Regions from separate parts of the Macaca mulatta genome. Here region 2 is linked to region 1. Evidence: chromatin contacts called from public Hi-C data. All regions are on one chromosome and are shown on one strand. Each heading gives the region's core, a stretch centred on a gene start, on an enhancer-like site or on the middle of the called end of the contact. The rest is flanking DNA. Distances are from core to core; before and after follow the strand shown.

Evidence for each region. A called contact is a pair of places that touch in the nucleus more often than the background predicts.
Region 2: a contact with region 1 is called in a Hi-C map of liver, with 8 times the contacts expected there. The contact joins the enhancer-like site here to the promoter of PTEN in region 1. A contact is called at or near these places in 5 of 14 Hi-C or Micro-C datasets (CD4 T cells, cortical neurons, fetal cortex germinal zone and 2 more).

What each region holds. Positions count from the first base shown.
Region 1 is chr9:99,937,470-99,943,288 of T2T-MMU8v2.0, forward strand. It overlaps PTEN (phosphatase and tensin homolog), which reads left to right and starts at 3,204. Exons shown (of 9, transcript NM_001260965.1): 1 at 3,204-3,472. The coding sequence starts at 3,394. It overlaps KLLN (killin, p53 regulated DNA replication inhibitor), which reads right to left and starts at 1,417. Exons shown (of 1, transcript XM_015147618.3): 1 at 1-1,417. The coding sequence starts at 1,417. The coding sequence ends at 878.
Region 2 is chr9:100,474,677-100,480,495 of T2T-MMU8v2.0, forward strand. All of the region lies in intron 4 of RNLS (renalase, FAD dependent amine oxidase), which reads right to left. Among named protein-coding and RNA genes, the nearest start is that of RNLS, 200 kb to the right of the region's middle. Within about 2 kb of position 2,800, at least 26 of the 40 cell types and tissues checked have an H3K27ac peak or open chromatin away from gene starts, as enhancers often do. A contact at or near this core is called in cortical neurons, fetal cortex germinal zone, fetal cortical plate and 1 more, where this site is marked.

The DNA.
Region 1 (5,819 bases), core at 1,954-4,453:
AGGTTGTTAACTCCTGTAGAGCTATCTTAAATGCTGTATATAAGTGCAAAGTTTTACGGCGCCTCAGAGATCTCTAAGAACACTGTAAATATCCCAGGTTTAATTAGTAGTCCCGGAGTTAGGTAATGGCCTGTGGCTTTCTGCGCTAGGTCTCTTGGGGTTTCCAGTCTTCACAGGTTGCCTGCAACTATGATGTGCACATATACAGTCCTCTTTCTCAAATACGGCATAAATCCTCTTTAGACTTTCCTAGGCACTTACAATTATTGAACACACATGCAGATTGATTCTCATTCTCTCAAAGTTTGAAAAACAACTCAGTGCTTCAACCTAGGTCTCGTTAGATATTTTTTCACTCAAATTGTGGTCTGGAGTTCTACTTCCTAAGGGAAATGAAAAAACAATAAATTCCCAGACTGGTGTTGATTCTCATTCTCTTTAAGCGGGTCGACTATTTGCTTTGTAGATCCTTGACGGGTGCGGTGCGGGGTAGAAGGAGCGCGATCCAACTCTCTGCATTTCTGAATTAGCTCTCTCACGGCGACAGGTCTGCCCAGTCGGGGTTGTAAGCGGACTTGACAGGTTTGTTCTGGGCTGACGGCCATTGACGAGGTTCTCAGACCAGATAAGTCACTTGGCTGAGTCTACAGTAGGTGGGGCGCGCTCACCAGCTCAGGGGTAGTGACTGGACGTTTGTTGCAACATCAGAGAATGCAAGCTCTGGGCTGCAGCAGGAGATAACCCGCAAGCACAGAACTAAAAGGGTTCACCCTAAGGGGCAGGGCATCAGCGAGGGAGAGGCCCGGGACCCCTAGCGCCCAGATCCTTTTCCCACGTTTGGGAAGGCGCAGTATAGGTCGATCTAGAGCTAGGAGTCTCAGGTCTCCGTCCTTGGCTTGCTCTTAGGGTAGCAGGCGAGGAATAGGACCAGCTTGGGGACTCTCTCCCCGCGTTCTGTAAGAATCGGCCGCAGCCAGCAGGCGGGGAGGCGGGGGCACGTGTTTGGATGTGGGTGCTTGTGTAACCAGCTCCCCAAGCGCCAGCCCCGACAGCGCTCCTTCGGGAGGCTGGTCCGAGTCCCTGTTTCCGCCGCGGCGCGGGAAGGGCTGGGGTTCTGCAGCCTGCACCAGGCGAGAACACCCCGAGCAAAAGAAGAGTACTTGCCTCCGGAGCTATCACTGGGGAGTGGGAATTTGGAAAGTTCCCCAACTAGGAACACACGTGACCTCCTTCGGAAAGTAGTTCCGACTGTGGCCCGTGTATCCTTCCACCCCCTTTTGAACCCTCCTAGGTCTCCTTGCCCCGCCCACTCGCTGGGCTGCAGCTTCCTACCGTTCCGTACTTTCCACTCAACCTGGTAACCCCGAACGTGCATGGTCTGGCCGGGGCGCGTGGAGCCTGGCCCCGGGCGATCCATCCCGCCGGGTTTTCACGGAGGCCAAGGGGGGGGCGGGGCTAGGTGGTCTCTAAGAACCGAGCTTGAGTCCGACGCGGCGAACCGACTTGGAGCCCGAGGGGGAGAGATGCTCTAGTCTCCTAGGGGCACCGGAGCGGGCGCAGGAGAGGGCTGCGGGGTGCGTCCTACTCACGGGGATCCTCTTTCAGTTCATTTAGATAGGTGCCCTTTGGGCTCTGGAAATTCAACGGCGATGTGTTCACGTTCAGCACGCTCGGCTGAGAGCTTTCATTTTTAGGGCAAACAAGCCGAGTTACCGGGGAAGCGAGAGGTGGGGCGCTACAAGGGAGCCGGATGAGGTGATGCACGCTGGAAACACAATAGCAGGTTGCTCTTTGTGCTAAGACTGACATCCTGAGGACACAGGGTTGGGGAAAGGAGGAATCTCTAGGCAAAGGCTGCTACAGTCAAATCTCTGCGAACGACTGTGATCGACAGCGATGCAAAAGAGCGAATGCAGTCCACGCCGCGGAAATCCAGGGGCAGAGGCAGGGGGGAGGGTATTCCCCTTGCAAGGACCGTCCCTGCATTTCCCTGTATACTGACCAGCGTGGTCACCTGGTCCTTTCCACCTGTGCACAGGTAACCTGAGACTCGAGTCAGTGACACTGCTCAACGCACCCATCTCAGCTTTCATCATCAGTCCTCCACCCCCGCCCCGCAACAGCCTACCCTGCCTCCGGCTGGGTTTCTGGGCAGAGGCCGAGGCTTAGCTCGTTATCCTCGCCTCGCGCTGCTGCAAAAGCAGCCGCGGCAAGTGCAGTTGCAGGCTGGCGGCTCGGAACCGGCCCGAGCGAGCTCTAGGCAGCCACACTGGGCATGCTCAGTAGAGCCTACGGCTTGGGGGCTTTGCGCTCGCACCCGGAGCTACCGCTCCTGCCCCCGCCTACCGCCCCCTGCCCTGCCCTCCCCTCGCCCGGCACGGTCCAGTCCGCCTCTCGTTCGGCTCCCGCCTCCCCTCGGTCTCCCGAGGAGCCCGGGCTCCCGGCGCGGCGGCGGAGGGGGCGGGCAGGCCGGCGGGCGGTGATGTGGCGGGACTCTTTATGCACTGCGGCAGGATACGCGCTCGGGCGCCGGGACGCGGCTGCGCTCAGTTCTCTCCTCTCGGAAGCTGCAGCCATGATGGAAGTTTGAGAGTTGAGCCGCTGTGAGGCGAGGCCGGGCTCAGGCGAGGGAGATGAGAGACGGCGGCGGCCGCGGCCCGGAGCCCCTCTCAGCGCCTGTGAGCAGCCGCGGGGGCAGCGCCCTCGGGGAGCCGGCCGGCCTGCGGCGGCGGCAGCGGCGGCGTTTCTCGCCTCCTCTTCGTCTTTTCTAACCGTGCAGCCGCTTCCTCAGCTTCTCTTGAAGGGGAAGGTGGAAGCCGTGGGCTCGGGCGGGAGCCGGCTGAGGCGCGGCGGCGGCGGCGGCACCTCCCGCTCCTGGAGCGGGGGGGAGAAGCGGCGGCCGCGGCGGCCGCGGCGGCTGCAGCTCCAGGGAGGGAGTCTGAGTCGCCTGTCACCATTTCCAGGGCTGGGAACGCCGGAGAGTTGGTCTCTCCCCTTCTACTGCCTCCAACACGGCGGCGGCGGCGGCGGCACATCCAGGGACCCGGGCCGGTTTTAAACCTCCCCTCCGCCGCCGCCGCACCCCCCGTGGCCCGGGCTCCGGAGGCCGCCGGAGGAGGCAGCCGTTCCGAGGATTATTCGTCTTCTCCCCATTCCGCTGCCGCTGCTGCCAGGCCTCTGGCTGCTGAGGAGAAGCAGGCCCAGTCGCTGCAACCATCCAGCAGCCGCCGCAGCAGCCATTACCCGGCTGCGGTCCAGAGCCAAGCGGCGGCAGAGCGAGGGGCATCAGCTACCGCCAAGTCCAGAGCCATTTCCATCCTGCAGAAGAAGCCCCGCCACCAGCAGCTTCTGCCATCTCTCTCCTCCTTTTTCTTCAGCCACAGGCTCCCAGACATGACAGCCATCATCAAAGAGATCGTTAGCAGAAACAAAAGGAGATATCAAGAGGATGGATTCGACTTAGACTTGACCTGTATCCATTTCTGCGGCTGCTCCTCTTTGCCTTTCTGTCACTCTCTTAGAACGTGGGAGTAGACGGATGCGAAAATGTCCCTAGTTTGGGCGACTATAACATTTAACCCTGGTCGGGTTGCTAGGTCATATATTTTGTGTTTCTTTTCTTGTATTCAACCTAGGGTGTGTTCGGCTAGACGGAACTCTTGCCTGGTTGCAAGTGTCGAGGCACCGATTGCTTGCTTAGGCTGTCTATACGGTCTCTTCCTGAGGGCTATTGTCCGTTAATACAGAATACAGTATGCTGTTAGTGGATTAGAGAGCTCGGTAATCCGGTCTCCTAAATGAACAAAAAAGTAGACGCTTTGAGGTTGAGCATATTTCGATTAAATCTTGGCTTAGGCCCTAGATCAAGGGTTTAGATCAGAATAAAATGAAAATTAGTGTTGCACGTATGCATATTGCATCAGAATCTTGCAGTGATTGTTTTAGTTTCCTGGGTTGCATTGATAGATTCTTTTAAAATATGACTGATTTGCATAACTTTAGAAGCAGAATAATTTTCAGTATATATGGTGCACATTGAGTGCAAAAAGTAGTTTTGTTAATGTTTTACACTTAAGTTACAACTTTGGACTGTATTTAGAAGTTTTGTAGTTTGAAATCAATAATGCCATTATATACCTTATAAGGCGTTCTTACTAGATCTTTGTTATATTTACCTTTTTCTCTCCCTATGGGATGATGTAGGATAGGGCTTGAAATTTGCACTTCAGTAGCGTTTAATGTTCAGTGCTCTTGTCATAAACATGGAATGGATATTGAGTAGTTTTTGATCCCAGATGACAATGTGTAGGTTCAAGGGTATTGTGTGTGGCAAGTGAAGATTGCAAAGATAAAACTTCAGTTCATGCTTGAAATTTAAGTATTGTGATGCCAGAATTGCTGCTCACCGTTTTTAGATTTCAGGTTCTCTGACATCTTTTGGTATTGTTAATTTCAGTGATTTGTGTAGAATGTCAAGTGAATTTTACCAGCTAATATCCAGAAATGCTGGCAAGAGAAGTTTACTCCAGCTTTAGATTGTAGGTATGTTAGCTTTTTTCATACAGTGTATTAAATTTACTGAGTCAGCTTGTTGAATAAGACAGAAGCCCAAGAATTTTAACAGTGTATAGCTTTAGTTGTCTAAAAGTTAGGCCTTCGGGCTTCAAAAGTTAGTGGTCATCGAAAAGCATGAATCTTTGCAGTTTCAGGTACAACAGACTGGTTTTGATTAGGGATGGGGATGGGGCCCTCATTTTGCAGAATGGAAAGTATTGACAGGAATTGAGAGCTATTGGTAGGCCAGTGTATAAGGTATGTGAAAACAGAAGTTATTGGTCTGAAGTGACTGAAGCATTTAGGCTCTATCAAGGCCTAAAATTTGGTAATATGAGTTTGGTAATGCGAATTGTGGCAGTGGACAATATTTAGTTAAAATTATGTAATTGCATAAGTACTAGCAGAGTATTTTTAATAAAAATTATTTCTTAGCAAGTATCAGTTGCATTTTGTCTAAAGGTAGCGTGACACTGCAGTGTCTATATGTCCTGCTAAAAATTGTGGGGAAGATTTTTTTTTAAGACAACGTTTATATCGGGAGAGGTTTTATTCCCTTGGATTATGTTAGCTGCATATACATGTGCACAGTTAATTTTGCCCAAGTTTTTGTTTTGAAATGAATATAAAACTTACTGAAGAAGTAGCCTCCCAAAATTTAGTTTTCTGTTAAGTCAGTAATATTATTTTAAAACAGTATTTGCAAATTTTGAAGTTGGCATTAATTGAAAATGTTACTAAGGCTAAACTGGAAGATAAAAATGTTACTAAGGCTAAACCCGCTTGCCCAGAAGATAATTATGGAAAAAATTCTTTTGTGACTTCCAAAGCAGTCTACTATTAGCATGAATTACTGACAGTCATCCAAATATATAGGAACAAAAAATTAAATGTTTATGTAACTTTGAAAAAAAAGCCTCTGAAGAAAATAATTGAATGCTGTCTGGGAGACAGATTTCTTTCAGCACTTAAAGTACATACACACTACTTTTACTTTTCCCACTTTATTTAAAATTGTCAGGGTTATTAAGACCTTAAAATTATTCTACCAGGTTTTTACATGTGAGCTGTGATGTGACTGGCATTTCCTTTGATTTCAGAGTATGTGGGTCTCTACACATGAAATTTATGTGACTTAAAACTTTCTCTAAAATTGTACTTTTAGTTATGCATAGAAAGCAGTATCAAATATTGTGTCAAATGACTAATAACACTTGATTTCTAGAGTTGTGGTTTTATTGAGCCAAAAGTTGGTATGAAAAAAA
Region 2 (5,819 bases), core at 1,550-4,049, 540 kb after region 1:
TTACCACTGTATGACCTTGGGAAAGGCTGTGAACTTCAATTTCTCTACACTATAAATTGAAAATTACAGGACTACCTATATCATAGGGTTGATTTAAACATTAGATTAATTACTATATAGAAAGCACTTAGAACAACTATAGCTCTAGTGTGGAGTAGTCAGAAATGGCCTGGAAGTTCACTTTCAGTAAAGAGATTAATAAAATAGTTTATTATGTACCAGGAGTTGATGGAGAACAGTTCCCAATTCAGTTGTCAATTTGAACTTTTCACTTATGAAATCTATGCTATTGAGTTGACATTTGTTAAGGAAAAGAACCTAATGTCTGATAAACAGGCAAAAAATAAATATTACCTTTAAATATGACTATTGAAGATGTACTAAGTAGTTGAGAAAGCCAGTTGGGGTCATACTCACTTGGGCTTATGCCTAACTTTGCCTCCTTGTTAGCTGTGTGACCTTGGTCAAATCACTTAACCTTTCTGAGCTGAAGTACCTTCCTCTATAAAATGTAGATTTTAAGTAGCCTATTATACAGGATGGTGTGAGGATTTTAAAAGATCATGTATCAAAAGTACCTAAGATGAAACCTGATTTAAGAATGTGCTCAGCAAATGCTAGCTCATTTCCTTAGATTTGCCTTTGTACACTGACCCAAGGCTTGCAAGGCAAAGCAAGGCAAAACTAAATAAAAACAAAATGAAGTTAAAAAGCCCAAACAAATAAAAACCCCTTGTTAATTGGGTGTTGGTGGATAAAAAGACTCTGAAAGTACATCCAGTCAAATTTGAATTTCAGGTAAACTATGAAATTATTTGTAGTATAAGTATATCCCAAGCATTGCATGGGATATACTTACACTCACTAAATTCTTCACTGTTTATTCAAAATCCCAATTGAACTGGATGTCAAGTATTTCTATTTATTAAACCCGGCAGCTGAGACATGGTAGAATTTAGTAAGCCTAGACATGACAGACTCCTGAATAGCCAAGGCACAGAATTCAAAAGAGTCAAACATGTTTCCAACTTGCTAACTGCAAAAGCATCAAGGAAAAGGTTGACCCCACTCTCTCTGTCTCTGCCAAGTAAAGAGCCCAGATGGGAAACCCCAGGTGAGTGATTTAGCCTCCTGTGCACACTCTATGGGAGCCTGGTGCAGAGGTTGCTGGGAAAAACCGTGGCAGCCTGCCCTAGGTTTTCCTTTGGGTGGGGCCCTGCGGTTATGGTGTGGTGACTCTTTGTCACTGTGCCCCTGCCACGCCCTGCTTAGTCCACCTGGTGGTTGGGGGTGGGGGCAGAAGAGAGGTTACAGGCAGAAAAAAGGGCTTATCAATGTAACGTATTTCTTAGGTGGTTTGTGCATTGCTGTTTGGGCTTGCAAAACTTTAATTATTACTTTGATGCAGACTGGCTGCAGATTGTCACTGCCAGGCCTGATTTAATAGCCTGCTTGCACAAAGTCTGACAGAGATTGCTTTTGTTGCACTTTCTAACAGCTCGTGATGGTGGCTTTTTTACGTTAAGGAGGAAACTCTGTGGTTAAACTGTAGCCTAGGTATTTTTAGAGCCGTTACCATGTTAACCGAAATTTCGTACATTTCACCTGCAGGATATGCAGTCGTGCTTAGGGCCTTCCTTAAACTCTAACAAAAAATATAATTTAACAGTTGTGAATACTGTGTTTAGGACCAACTCCATGTTATCAGAAAAGCTACTGACCAAATACTGTACTGCTAAGAATTCTTTTTTTTGGATGGGTGATACTGTGCCATCAGGGAGTATTTTTTTCCTTGATATAAAAACGAGTTGAAGGAACATAACCAAAAGGCTAAAATTGGTTAGTTCTAAAGGTCAGAGCCTGAAGGCAGTGACCCATTTGTTAATCATTAAGCTTTTCCAAGCCGTCTCTGACAGAATTCTGGCTTTCTGCCACTTCTCTGGTCATTTTAAACTGCAAATTCTACTGTTTCAGTTCTTAAGTAGGTTTCAAAGGTTATGAGAAAGGCATAACTTGTTAGCTATTTTTCCTTATCAAACGTCTTTAGGGTTTTGGAAGGCAGAGCTGTTCTGTGTTAAGAGAATCTTCACAGCATACCCAGCCATACAGCATTTAAAGATGGACTCTTGGGTCCTCTGAAAAGGGAGGGTTTCTAGCTATCATTCCCATGTTAATTAGTTTCCACAGATAAGCAGGATGTGAGGGCTGAGGACACCCACTTAGCCATTAGGTATTAGTTCCCAAATCACTGCTATTTCAGGGTAGTTTTCTCCAACAATCCCAACACTGAAAGTTCAAAAAACAGGAGCAAAATAACCACAATGTATTTATCATCTTCTGTCATCAGTTATAAAGTGGAAGTACTTTAAAATATTTTGAATGCATTTTTGTATAGCCCAGTGAAGTTCGAGTGCTATGACGTTTCATTGCCAAATTCAATGCCAGTTTATGCTCTAGTCCATCTGAATAAAAAGTGATCTGTACACCCAAAACACATAAGCAGAACTAAATTTTATGTAGCCAAGGGACATTAAGCTGCTAAAACATTTGCTTCAATATTGAACATGGAATAGTTGTTCTCTATTTCTCAAGGGAAAAAATATACAGTCAAACCTTGCTTATCCACAACCCAAACTTCCGGAAGGCTTAAGTATTTGGAACTGCTCCAAACCCAGAACAGGGGAGGAGTGAGAGGAATACAGTGGGGGTGGGAGAAGTGGGGAACAGAGAGAGACAGAGAATGAACTAGCAGAAAGCAAGCAAGTCAGCTTTTAGAAGTAGACCTGAAGCCCTAGCAACACTGAAAAGAGACCTGGAGCTTACATCTGATTGGCTTTCCAGCCAGAAGGAATGGAGAGCTCTGATTGGCTGGTGATGATGTCTCCAAATAACCAGCCTTTTTCAGGAAAGCAAATTTATGTGGCAGAAAGGACAAGAGACAGAAGAAGCAGGCAAGAAGAAAAGAGAGGAGAACAGAGAGAGAAAAAAAAAACAACAAACCGGCAGATTATTTGTTACGGAGGTGGAGACTGAGACAAAAATGAGAATAACGAGCCTATTTACATAGCTGCTTACAGTTTATGAAGTGCTTTTACATGTAATCATTGATATTGTCTTTACGAAGACCTGCAGGGCTCCCAGAAGTTAAATGGCATGCCCCAGGTCACCCAGCTAGTAAGAAAAATAGTGCATGTCTTCTGGCTACAAATCTAACACTTTTGATATGGAGCAGGTGTTGTGGAGATAATGATTTAGAGTTGTCCTATAGGATGGAGGGCAGCAAATGCTCTGACAGCAGAAAAGAAAATCAGAAGGCACGTTTAGCGGGCAATGCAGATGGGAGTGAAGGGCTCCCTGTTCTTCAGGACCACACACCTTGAAGACATAGATATAGGAAACATCTCTGTGGGTATTTGGAAAGGGAGATGGTTGTGGTACAAATGAAAGCTACGTCTAGAGAGCTCAGAGGGCAGTCCTGAATATATTTCCCTGGGATGTGTCACAGTCGTCTTGCATTTAACATGTAGAAGTTGGATACTGAATTATTCCTTCCATCTATCCTTGAAAGCTGTTCCTTCCTCACGCTTAGTTGACAACATAACCATTCACCCAGTTGCTCAAGCTAAAAACCTGTAAGTTATCTTTGTCTTAATTTTCTCTCCATGTTTAATTTATCAGCAAGTCCTGCAGATTCTACTTCTAAAACACACCTTGAATAAGGCTACTCTGTTCATCTCTATAATCACCATTGTTTTCTCCTTCTGAGCCACTGCAATAACTTCCTATTTGGTTTCAATACTTTCTGGCACCCTGTCTTCCCCAGCTCTTGCCTCCCTCCCTTCAAATCCATTCTCTGGACTATGCCATCCTGCTTAAAACTTGCCTGAGAATAATTCAAAATCCTTCCTATGATCTGGCCCCAGTTTAATTTGTCTCACCTGCCTGGGACTCACTATTCTAGCTATGGAGGCCTCCTTTTTGCTACCAGAACACATCACAGTCTTTCCAGCTGAAGAGCCTTAAATATTTTGCTGGTCCCTGTCTCCTTGTCATCACATGGCTAGCTCTTTCTCCTATCTCATGCTATCTACACAGACAGTCCTACTCTCACAAGCTGTGTGAGTTCCCTTCATTCTCATAGAACCTTTTTATTAACTCTCTGTGATCTCTCAAACTGAAATTACTTATGTTTTTATTTGATTCCTTGTTTATCATCATCTTTTTATATGACTTCCCCCTACTAGTAATCAAACTCCATTAAGACAAGTATCAGGTCAATTTCCCTCATCACTGTATCCCCAGAGCTCACAACATGGTACACAGGAGATACTCAATAACTATGTGTCGAATGAATAAATGAATAAATATCAGGGAATTAACATACCCTACATGTTATATAGTACCATGCATCAATGGAGCCATGGATATGAGACACTGTGTTTCCTGTTTATAACCTGTTATTTGTTAATTCCTGTCAGAGTTGAGAGCTCTGATAGTAGCTGCCATCATTTGGGGAGTTCTGTGGAATCCTACCACCATGAGTTCTGGAAAAGGGAATCTGTGCTGGGACTTCAGGGATGGTATAAATTAACTCCCAAGGTTTATTAGTAGTAAACAATTAAAATCCACCCTGAAATTGGAGCTTTACTAAAGATAGCTATTTTGTAGCACGTAGGAAATTACAATATTAGTTTACCTCCTAGGATTCAAAAAGCATTCATTCTTTTTTGGAGTCAGAAAAGGAGAGGTCTGTCTCCTAACAGAACTGTGCTGGGTTTTTTTTTTTTTTTTTTTGGTGACAGTCTGTGGAGCTCACACATTGGCCATAATAAAGCCTGCTATCTATTTTTGATTTGTCAAAGTTGTGCTTGAGAGTGATTAACGTACCCTTAGCAAAATGAATCATTCTATAGAGATTTAAAAGTCACGATGGAATCAATATCTTGGTCAAAGGTATTACTGCTTTAATTACATTCATTTGTTTCAATATTTCGGTTCTGGGGATCTCTTAACTGAGCTGTTAAGGATCCTTTTGAAAGTGAAGTTTACCATGGTGCCCTCTGGTGGAATGAAATTCGCACCGTTTTTAAAGCTAAAGCCCTATCTAGTGAGAATGCATCACTCTGATACAGAAATAAAAGGAGCAACATTAAATACGAATGTCCAAAAATATAAGCAGGGTACTCTTGCTATTGGGGGACTACAAGATATACATGCCTCAGAATATTTGCTTACAGATTCAGGGATAGGGCATGCAGGTGTTATAAAGGAAGAGCAATGACGTAATACATACAATTCCAAATCCATTAGAAAATGAGGGTCAGAAGCCACAGCATTTCATATCAACTGGCAACACTGACACTGACTAATTAGGTATTCTATTGAGAAAGTCAGAAGAAGGTGATGATAATTACAGAATTTGCAACAATATTCATAAATAGCTAGGAACACAAGGGGGAAATACAATTTGGTTGTGGTCTATCAAGAACCAGTAGATATTCATTTGATAGGACTTTTGTAATTAGGCACACCATCAAAGCTGATAAAACCATCAAAATGGTAAGTGTTGGTTAGCTGATAAAACCATCAAAATGGTAAGTGTTGGTTCCTTGAAACTGTATTGTGACCAGACTTAGTGACTCCTTGATAGAGCAGCTTTCACGTATCTTCACAAGGAAATAAAGTGAAAGTCTCTGGGACGCAATCTGGGTCACATACCACAGGGATCCTGCTCAGAGAATTTAGAACATTGGACCAGCTCACTAAGGAAAGATGTCAAGGCCCTTCTTTGAGGACCTAAGGAAGTTTTAAATATTCGT